2 separate regions of the Mus musculus genome follow, and region 1 is linked to region 2. Evidence: chromatin contacts called from public ChIA-PET data. All regions are on one chromosome and are shown on one strand. Each heading gives the region's core, a stretch centred on a gene start, on an enhancer-like site or on the middle of the called end of the contact. The rest is flanking DNA. Distances are from core to core; before and after follow the strand shown.

The links. ChIA-PET counts read pairs in DNA pulled down with a chosen protein or histone mark.
Region 1: an REV-ERBa ChIA-PET map of liver shows a contact between it and region 2, with 3 times the contacts expected there. The contact joins the enhancer-like site here to the promoter of Pcca in region 2. A contact is called at or near these places in 4 of 484 Hi-C or Micro-C datasets (liver and palatal mesenchyme), 5 of 115 datasets of contacts at active chromatin or transcription factors (CD8 T cells, the SCID.adh cell line, cardiomyocytes and 2 more) and 2 of 9 other capture datasets (adipose tissue and liver).

The regions. Positions count from the first base shown.
Region 1 is chr14:122,570,425-122,576,089 of GRCm38.p6, reverse strand. The region is part of intron 4 of Pcca (propionyl-Coenzyme A carboxylase, alpha polypeptide); the gene reads right to left. Among named protein-coding and RNA genes, the nearest start is that of Pcca, 39 kb to the right of the region's middle. Within about 2 kb of position 1,484, at least 19 of the 459 cell types and tissues checked have an H3K27ac peak or open chromatin away from gene starts, as enhancers often do. A contact at or near this core is called in liver, where this site is marked.
Region 2 is chr14:122,531,032-122,536,899 of GRCm38.p6, reverse strand. Pcca (propionyl-Coenzyme A carboxylase, alpha polypeptide) reads right to left here and starts at 2,572. Exons shown (of 24, transcript NM_144844.2): 1 at 2,441-2,572. The coding sequence starts at 2,533.

The DNA.
Region 1 (5,665 bases), core at 235-2,734, 40 kb before region 2:
CGTTTGGGAGGCACAGACTACGATCAACAGGCCTGTGTTGGGTACATAGCAGTGAGTATAAGTGAGAGTTACTGTTTCCTCCTGGCCAGTTCAGAAAGGAGCAAAGGCACAGTCAGCTATTGGATGGATCACAGGGCCCCCAATGGAGGAGCTAGAGAAAGTAACCAAGGAGCTAAAGAGATCTGCAACCCTGTAGGTACAACAACATTATGAACTAACCAGTACCCCGGAGCTCTTGACTCTAGCTGCATATGTATCAAAAGATGGCCTACTCAGCCATCACTGGAAAGAGAGGCCCATTGGACACGCAAACTTTATATGCCCCAGTACAGGGGAACGCTAGGGCCAAAACGTGGGAATGGGTGGGTAGGGGAGCGGGGGAGGGGGGGAGGGTATGGGGGACTTTTGGGATAGCATTGGAAATGTAATTGAGGAAAATACGTAATAAAAATATATATATAATTTAAAAAAAAAGAAAAGAAAAGAAAAGAAAAGAAAGGAGCAAAGAAAAGAAGGCCATGATCCCTTAAGGACAGGTCCACCTCCTGAAGCCTCTACTGCCTTAGAACAGTTGCAGGCCAGGGACTAAGCCCTTCTCAGCATGTCACCTGAGGAACATTTCCAAGCCAAACCCTAGCAACCTAACCTACAGAACATCCTACTTTAAATTCTCTGTAAACTATGGTTGTTTCCCTCCTGATTTCAGGGCTGATCAGAGCTTCAGCTTCTGCTACTATCCAGCATCAAAACAAAAACAAACAAACAAAAAAAACTGTACTATACACAGCTAGTCTGGGAAAATATCCACATTCCAAACTTGAATGAGGGTCTCTACAAAGATATAACACTTTTGCAGAACTGTAAAATCAAAATGTTTTAATACAGCTATGAGATGTCAGGAGCCTTACAAAGTGTTTTGTGCCGTTTTGAAACCAAATCTCCTCACCACTCAGAAAACGTTCCAGCTGAGCCACATCAGTACAGCCTCGGGATCTATAACACTTAATTAGAATAGCTCATGAAAGATACTTGCCTAGATTTAATTATAAAGGCTCCTTTACTCAATATCTAATATCCATTTGGGGAATACAGCATAGACTGAGAATTATTCTATGATTGACTCACAGAATCAACTCAATGCACAGTTGTCAACAGAATAAGCCACTTCACGATACTGTTTATATGCAACTTTACCCAAACTTTACACTTTCCTTCTAGAAACATGAGGCTCTTGCTTTTAGAATGCCCATATGCTCTCTGGCAGACATGCACGCCAGCCCCCATGTCCTCCAGAAGGCTTTAACATGGGCTCCAACTCAAGAGAAAGCATCAGACGCAACTCCAAGATGACTATGTTCAGGTAAGAAGTACACTTCTCCCTTTGCTGCTCCAACCAGGCAGCCACCATGATGGCCACACAGAAGCAGCACAGACAGAGAAAGGCAGCTGAGATCGAGACTGGAGATCGAGGAGTCTGAAGTCCAATGGAGCAAAGCAATACCTAGACAGGCTCAGTGCCACTGGCACACTGATTAGCCCTCCACAAGCTCATAAGTGATCACATTACAAGTTTATTTCCAAGTTCATAGCTGTACAAATTGACCTTTGAAATTAAGCAAGAACTCAATGGTGTGATTGATATTCTTCTCTGGTCTTCACAGACATGGCAATGCAGCAGGAAAGAGGACTGCACAGGAGCCCACACCCCAAAGCTCCTGTTTCAAGTGCACAGCAGTGAAGACTATCCACAGAGAACAGGACGACAGCTGAGAAAACATGAACAGCAATCACCTCATGAAGTCACAACGAGAAAACCACACGATGCCACACAGTGGAAAACCACACAAGGACATGCACTGCTGACCAACTATGAGCAGCTTCTTGGTAAATGAGAAACACCAAATGCAAGGGCCAGGTCACCCAGGAGTCTGGGACGAGACGCCCACTGGTTAACAACAGGCTAGGGTGGAGTTGCCTGTTCTTTGCTTCAGCTACTATAGCTTTTGGAGTCAAAATCAGAAGCAGAGTCGATGATTGGCCTGCTGTACATGTCTACACCATGATCATAAGATCCAGACACGGATCCAGAATGCACAATGCCAACTGGGAGCCACTAGGAAATTGCTAGTGAGGAGAACTGAGTATTGTCTTGTTGACTGTCTTGGGGGCTTATGGGAAGAGGCAGGGGACAGAGGGAGAATGAGAGAAAACCCAGAAAAGAGGAAAGCAAAGAAGAGGAAGCAGGAGGGAAGGGGATGAAAGGAACAGGCCTTTTAAACCTTCATCACAAACAGAACTCACAGTCCAAAACTCCAGATCACATGACAAACAAAGCAAGCATCCACAACACAGCAGCAAATAAAATAGTTCAGAAGAAATTAATTTTACCAGTCTGGCAAAATCTTTCAAATGCTTTAATTTTTCACAAATTAAACTAGAAACATTTCATAATTTCTATACTTCTATATATACATCTATGAATCACCATGTAAACTTTTCCTTTGGTATGTTAACAAGATTGAGACATTGCTAGATTCCTGACATCTAAACATCCATTCCCCATTCTGTGCATTTCTAGTACACTACAGATAACAAGTAATAAACAGGGTCTTGAATTTCAATGGCCACCCCGATCACATTAATAAATACCGAAGGCCCTAGTGAAGCATACCTTTGGGTGCAGCTGTGAGCCAGATGTGAGTGACACCACACCATGGACTGAATAAAAAGAGAAGAAGCCATCTGAGAACTGATGTTCCTTTCTCAGCTTCCTAGTTGATGCCACAAAACAAGTCACTCCCATTGCCATGCTGGCCCCCTGTGTGGAATACTTTGGGGCAGGAATTTGGTCATAGGAATGAGAAAGGAAACCAATACGACATATAACCAACAATGCTGGCACAGGTCACTGCTACATACACAGTGCCTTGTAAACACTAGAAAATCAGAATCAAGCTAAGCTGTGTTTTCTAATATTTGATTACTTTTACCAATAGGTAGGATTTCCAGTCCTCCTTAAATACATGCTTAGAGAAAAATAAGGCCACAATTAGTTCTTATTTCACATCACAAGGTATGATAACATTAGAGTACACTCATTTCTTTGAAAGTGTCATTCAAAAATCACTATGTGTATATATTGCTAGAGATCAAACTCCAGGTGGGTTATTCACAACAGGCGAACACTTGACCACTGAGCTGCACCCCCAGCCCCAACTTCTGATCTGTAAAAAGTGATTTTAGAAATCTGCCCTTTACAATAATGGGAGAGTATGTCCCAAGACCTTAATTTTTTGCTAATGGCTCAGCAGGTAAGAGCTCTTCCAAAGATCCTGAGTTCAATTCCCAGCAACCACATGTTGGCTCACAACCACCCGTAATGAGATCTGATGCCCTCTTCTGGTGAGTCTAAACACAGCTACAGTGTACTTATTTATAATAATAAATAAATCTTAAAAAAAAAAAAAAAAAGAATTTTTGCTGCAAAAGCCAAGTTGTTAGATGTTGATATAGTAAACAGAAGACCAAGACCTGTACTTGGCTGGGGCTGTTAGGTAGGCTTTGCTATCCAGGTGAGAGAATAACAACAGGAAAAATAACAATGTCCTTTTTTATACTAAAAATTTAAGACCAAAAGAGTAAAATGTTCTAAGTCTCTCTTTGGGCTTTTTTTTTTTTTTTTTTTAAGTTCTGGCGAGTTCAGGACATGTAGCTTAGAGAGAGCATTTGGCAGGCATTTAGGAAACCCTGGGCTCAATTTCCATTGCAAAAGAAGAAGAAAAGAAGTTGGAACATCCTGTTAAATGGCCAGTTACATGAACATATAAATTAATCTAATAATTCATACATGAAGATATTAATGCCAAGGCTTTTCTCCTGTCTGGATGCAATTTCTGCCCAATTCCTGGATAAAGTCACAGTCCCTCTTCACTGGAATGACTGGCTTACCCTTAACACCAGGGGGTTTAAACCATCAGTCATTTAAGCAGCTTTGCTGGGTTTTGACAATTTAGCCTGCTGAGCTCACAGCTCCCAAGGCAGGGTGTTGGTTGTAAGTTTGACTTCTGTTGCTGCTGACCACTATCACAAAGTGCATAGATAATGGACTTCACTAACCACCACCCGCAGGTTAACACTTCCAGCATTAGCCATAATGCTGCTTTAATTAAGTTAATAAATAAAGGTCACAGTTCTATACAAAGTTTTATTAAATTTGACAGTGTTTACAATTTTTAAAAAACCGTGTGTTCATCTGTACAGTGCCACTATAAATTTGTCTACAGATAAAATACAGTTTGCTTATGGATTTATGCTGTATTTCAATTTATTTTCTAAAGGAATTCAATTTATTAGCTTCTTTTCCCCAAAATATGTACATTTCTAACTGATGGTTTCATGGCAGATGGCTCTAAGCATGCTGGGCACAGAATGGGTCTACCTGGCATAAAGAGACCACCTACCACACAAAGGAGGCTCCACCCCCGTCTGATTCTAGAGCATTTTGATGGTAGAAAAGATTAATGCTTTGATTCTTCTATAGCTTCGTGTATTAAATATTAATTTCTCTCTGAAATGCTTGAATTATTTTTCATCTTGAAAAATAAAGTCACATAAATTGTAGTTTTGAACCCAAATCATTTATGCAGTAGGAAATGAGCCAGCGTACTTATGATGAATATAAGGAAGACCTACGCAAATTCTTAAAGGAACATGAAGTCAGAGGCATACTCTCGGCTAAACGGATGGACACCACTTGAAAATGCAATTCACAGAACCAACACAATTGACACAATTCTCTATTTTTATATGGACAAAGCAAATTGAGACTATTTTGTTGAAAATAAGAGAGTGAGGGCTGAATTTAGCTCGTGTACATACTGAATTCAGCAATAATTGTATTTTTTAAATACACAACATGACAGGCACTATGGTGGATAATAATGAATCAGCATGGGATCCATTTAATACACGTCTTGATTAACTCATTGCCTGTCCAGTTCGCACAGGCCTGCTTCCATGTCATCATCGTCATAGTTCCCATCATCCCCAGCACCAGCGCTCCAGCACCTTGATTAGTGCGCAGCTCGCAGACGGGCCGTTGCTAATGCTAAATCATTCTTGTCAGGCCTCCTGCCACTCTTCTGCAGGGTCTCCAATTAAATATAATGTCCCTGATGAGCCATATTAATGTGAACAAATTCCTACCAGGGATCCTATCCTATTCCATTTTGGCCCAAAATGCAGAGGAAGTAATTTAGCTAAGCCAAGATAATCAAAACATTTAGAATTGAGAGAGTATAATATTTCTGCAGAATAAGTTTTTCTAAAGACAAAAATAGCAGAAAAAAAATGTCTAAACATTTCAAATGCATTCTTCTCCTGATTAGTTCTTCACAGAAAGGTCTAGTGTTTCAAATTTGCATAAGTATATTCAGTATGTCCTGCTCTAAGAAAGAATAGCTACGTTTTATAAGAAAAGTGAATGACAGTAAGATTTTAAGCAAATATCCCATTCAAAAACCCTTGAATTGCTGGGCCCAGAGGCCCTGGATGGTAAGTACCAGCTCCTCTGCACAGTGAGGATACAGGAACACTTAAGCCAAGCAGTTCAAGGCAACAAGGTAAAACCTCACTGCACATCCCGTAACACACACACACACCCAAA
Region 2 (5,868 bases), core at 1,323-3,822:
TGGACCCAGGACACAGCCTGTTCTCTCACAACACTATTTTTTTTTCTTTTCTAGAAAAAAAAGTCACCTCATCCTTCATAAAGTATATTATTCTTAAATTTTTATTTTTTCAAACGTATGTGTATGTTTCCCCTGTGTGTATGTCTCTGCACCACATGTATATCTGATGTCATTCACTCCTAATGGTTGTAAGTAAATCAAACCCAGATCCTCTGTAAGTGCTTTTAAGGACTGAGCCGTATCTCTAGGTCCAGTTGTGTGAATTTTTTGCTATTTTATTATGGTTGTGTATATGGTAGAGGTCAGAGCACAACCTTGTGGAATCAATTCTTTCCTTCCACCTTTGTTTGGGTTCCAAGTGTGAACCCAAGTCACCAGGGTTTTGTAACAATGGCCCTTGCCCACTGAGCCATCTAACTGACCCTTGTTGAAACAATGTTTAACTTAAGTAGCATGATATAAATAAGAGTATTGACTGTTTCTAGGAAGCTGGCAGTGTAGCTCAGTGGTACAGCTCTGCCTCAATGTACCAGGCCTAGACTGACACTTACTAGTTCTATGGCTTTAAGCAAGTCATCTAACATTTCGGGACTTGAGTCCATCTTCTGTAAGTGGTGTTATGTGCTTAATATGAGGACTGAATGGCTTAATTTGCAATAGTTGCCTAGGGCATAAGGTCAAAATATGGACTTGGTCAACTCAGTCTATTTTATTTTATTTCACCACCAAAACTTCTCAACAGCCTTTTAAAGTTATTGCTTAACTACTAGATGAAATTTCATAAACACTTGAAACTGTACTCACCCCCTACACAGGAGGAATTCAGTCAAGATTTGTTTGTAAGAAACTATCTAAAAAAAGCACATATCCAATATATAATATCCAACCCTGGTGTGGTGGTGAATACCTATAATGCCAGCATTTGGAAAGTAGAGCAGGGGTTGAGGATTTAGCTCCAAGGCAGAGTACTTGTATAACAAGTACAAGGCCTCAGGCTCAGTCCTCAGCCCTGGGGTGGGGCCAGGAGACCAAAATCTTCCTCCAGTACACAGCAAATTTGAGACCAAGCTAGGCTAAGTGAGGTCCTGTCTCAAGAAAACAAACCCCACAGAAGAAGAAATATAGAAAATGTGACTCCAAAGACCTTACCTTCTCACTGCAGGTAATTTCATAAGAAAATGTGTAAAAGTCTTAGCAAGAGCAAATGAAGATTAAGTGATTACAGGATGATAAAAGTTAAGGAACAAAATCCGTGTGGCATTACAAAGAACAATGAGAGCCAACTTTTCAAGGCTGACACAAGGGAGAACCTTCCAGCTCACACTGCCTAAGTGGGCCTGTTTGCATTTCCTTAAAAAGAGTAAAAGGCTGAGCACAGCAGTACACTCTACACTCAGGAGTCAAGAGGCAGGGAGATCTCTGTGGCTTTGAGACCAGACTGCTCTACACAGAGTGTTCCAGAATAGCCAGGGCTACACAGAGAAACATGTTTCTCAAAAAAATAAATAAATAAAAAATAAAAAAAAATTTTTTAAAAGAGGCAGATCATATCAACTCAAATTTCAATGACCATAAACCAAACGCTGTAGAAAATAAATTTTTAACTTTTTCTACTGAGAGATAGGGAAGGATTTGAGCCTGGCCTTAAACTCACAATCCTCAGCCTTTCCAATGCTGTGATTACAGGTGCACACAGCACTACACATGATTGCACGGCAGGGAAGATTAGCAGGCACACTCAACCAGCTTTCAAGGGGTTTTCAGGGGTCATTCATTTTTAAGAAATCTGCTCAAGTGAATTAGTAAGTGTACTTTAAAAGTTGGGGAAGTCAATGCTGGCAAGGCATTCAATATATCCCATATGGAAGGAGAAAGGAGGTTAACACGAATTCCCAATCTGTGAGTCAAAATGTCACCATGACATCCAGGGTGAACCACAGTTTCTAATCAGGCTAAGCAGTTCTTAGGAAGAAAAATAAATTCAGACGGTGCATTTCTCACGCGTTACAATGGTGTCATACAGTTTAAGCAGGATTTCAAGTCACACGTGTGCTCTGTTAACAATCTTGACTTAGCACAGTATTTTCAAACTCACAGCCTTAACTATTCAAACAGCAATTCATGATGCCCCTTCAAAGTCGTTGCAAAGACAGCAAAAGAACATGTGGACTCTTAACAAGGGCTCTCTAGAAAGCTGCAGGAGAAACCAGCACCGCGAGACTCTGGGATGCAAGCCCGAAGGCCATCCCGAAGGAGTGCAGGTAAAGCTCGGACCACTTAAGCCTGTCCCTCGGATATGCGCGTTCAAGAGATGCCCAGTGGCAGGACAGAGTGTGAGTGCAGCCTGGTCAGGGCCCGGGCCTGGGGCAGCCGGGATGAACCGCGGGTGTCGCCTGGGAACCCGGAGCAAGCAGGCCCACGCGAGCCCGGTTCTGCTCACCTTCAGCGTCCCCAGCAATTGCTGCTGCGAGGACCGCCGCCAATGCCGCCTGGCCGCCAACAGCGCCACGGTCCTGACCCACTGCCCCGCCATCGTCCACCCCGCAGACTTGCCGGCTGCTGACCTCTCACCCTCGTCAAGGGGCGGGGAAGGGGAGTGCCCGCGGGACGGCCAATCAGGAGCCTTGAGCTCTAAGCTCCGCCCCCTGGCGAGTAGGCTTGGGAGGGAGCTGGTCCGACTGCGGCGCAGAGCCGGTCGCCTAGGGCTTACGCATATGGGATGAGAACCGCACTAGGACCCGGAGGGAGCCGACCAAGGCGCTCCAGCAGCCAGTCCAACTCCCCTACTGCTGAAAAAGCTGACTGGAGCCTGCTTTTGGCTTCCAAAGAACCAACGTTGGCCAATCGGGTGCATCCATGCTCCTTTTAATTTCTCGGTGGATATTTTAAAGTAGATCTCACCAATAACCATCTCTGTATCAGGACTGGTGCTCACTTACTTCGCCTGTCCTACAGAATTAACTTAAAACAGTCAGGAAGCCAGGCTGCAACATGTAGAGGTCTAGCCAAAAAGACAATTCGCAACATTTGCGATTGGCTGAGAAACTGAAAGTTCTTACCAAAGTAGGAACATAAGTAGCAAAAATTACCTGTTTCACCAGCGCCAGAGGCATTTTCCTAGTCAGGAAACCCAGTTTCCCTTCTCTTTCCCTCTTGCTACTTTCATCACCATCTTTGTATTTAGTTTGTAGTTTTAAAGTCCTGTTTTTACTGCAAAGATTCCTTCAGTGAAAGGGGCCTGTAATAGAAACTACTTGGCTCTATAAAGGGACTTAATCACGGAGCCTGAGGACCTAAGTCTGATTTCTAGGACCTAAATCAGAGGAAAGCACTAAGTTCCACAAGTTATTCTCTGACCTCCATATGCATGTCATGTACACACACATGTACACACATACATATACACACAAATAATTTTTCCATCTGAGAAGTACAAGTAAATACATTGAAGAAAAATTATAATATCCAATTGTAATTTTTATTTATGTATACTTTTGTGTATAAGTGCCTGCATGACTATATGTGTACCATATGTGTGCCTGGTGCCTGCAGAGGTCAAAGGGCATCAGATTCTTAGAACTGGAGTTACATCAGTTGTGAGCCACCACGTAGGTACTGGGAATCAGTGGTTTGGTTTTTTTTTTGTTTTGTTTTGTTTTGTTTTGTTTTTAAGATTTATTTATTTATTATATGTAAGTACACTGTAGCTGTCTTCAGACACACCAGAGGAGGGCGTCAGATCTTGTTACGGATGGTTGTGAGCCACCATGTGGTTGCTGGGACTTGAACACTGGACCTTTGGAAAAGCAGTCGGGTACTCTTACACACTGAGCCATCTCGCCAGCCCCGGAATCAGTGTTTTTAACTGTTGAGCCATTTCTCCAACACTGATAAGATCCCTGTAAGCAGCCCATGAAATGCCTGTCTTGCTCTCAACTTTGTCCCTGAAGAGCAACCATAGGAGATTCTTGGAGCTTTATGTCAAAGAGACTCTCTCATTCTGGTAATAACTTACTAGATAAGAATATTAATCCGATTATGGCAATTTTCAAAGTTCTCAGATATGGTTGAAAGCTCCAACCCCACCCTCACAATTCTGTCCACAATTATTTTCATGGAAGCAAAGGGGAAATTTTTAATTACCACTGTCCTTAAGACTGATATAACTAGCTAGTCCGTTTAATTATAATCTACGAGAACAAGCAACATTGTAACCACTATTGTTCGGAAAGCTACTTCTAAGGATAAACTTAACTCTTTGTGTCCCAAAAGACTAAACGGCTACAAAGTCTAATTTTTGCTTCAGATAATGGGAATAGATAAAATACTATGTAGCGAATACTCCAGAGGGAGCTCTGAATGGTTCAAACCTTAGACTCTGTAAGCTAACACTTGCCTTAGGCTCTACAGCAGATAAGATTGATTGATGAAAGTGAAGACCCAGCCAGCAGAACAGGGACAGATCTAAGCTGCTCGAGTCCACAGCTGTGTAACCCACTATGCTAAAGCCCTCTATATGCATGGCTTCAAATGTGGCTTTTACTTTTTTAAGAACTTACTTATTTTTATTTTAGGTATATGAATATTTTGCCTACATGTGTTATCTATGATGTGTATATAGAGGCCCATGGAGGCCAGAAGAGGGTGTCAGATCCTCTGGAACTGGGGTTACTGATAGTTGTTAGCATGTGGGTACTAGGAATTGAACCTGGGTTCTCTGGCAGAACAGCCAGTGCTTTTAACCACGGAACCACTATTCCAGCCCCAGTGTTGTCTCTTGAAGGCCTGCTCTTTTCTGAAGGGAAAAAAGAGAGGGAATGTATCTGGGGAAAAGGAGACGTCAACGGAGCTAGGAAGACTGGACAGAGGGGAAACTGTAATCAGAATGTCTTCTATGAGAGAAGAATCTATTTTCAATTTTAAAAAATTACCAATTTAGCTGGGCATGGTTGAGCACACATGTAATCCCAATTCTTTGGAGACAGGAATGGGAGAATCCTCACTTCCATGTAAGGATGATAAACTCAATAATAATAACTAATAATAGGAATTCATCTTAACACCGTTTCCATCCCCAGTTGATATATCTATAGTATAACTCTTGTACATACAGCCCAAGGAGCATCAAAAAAGAGGAGCCAGAAAGACACTAAAAGCAGGAGAGGACCAGAAAATTTTCTTTGAGATTGTATCTCCTAGAAATAACAGAAAGGCTTAGCTCATCATACCTCAACAATATGGCTGCCTAAAAAAAGACCTGAACAAGACGAATGCCAATAGACATGCTAACATAAAAAGACAAAGAATTATAGGAAATTAAGGAATGCTGGGAGTAGGAGAAACATTTTTCTCTAGAGATGAGCATCCTATTAAATTACACACTACCAACTGGACAGCCCTAAAACCATATACATACAAGTAATACTAAATGGACTGAGCAGATTGTATTTATATATTTATGTATGTGGACACACACATACACACATACAAATTAAAGAAAAAAACAAAGTTGAGATGGAGTGAGGGAAGGGGATATGGGAGGGATTAAAGGGAGAAAGAGAAGGGAAAATGATGCTATTATATTATATCATATACTATAATAATCTTATATTTTTATACATTTTAATGTTTTATGCTTATACATATTAAATAAATTATGGTGTATTTTCTAACATTTAATAAAAATAATTTGTATAATATATTATGTATAACTTATATTTATATTACATGTATAATACATGGACATATAAACTATATTATATTAACATAAAATAATGTAAATGTTTAATAAATCATAATAAATATATATAAAATATGCCGGGCGTGGTGGCGCACGCCTTTAATCCCAGCACTCAGGAGGCAGAGGCA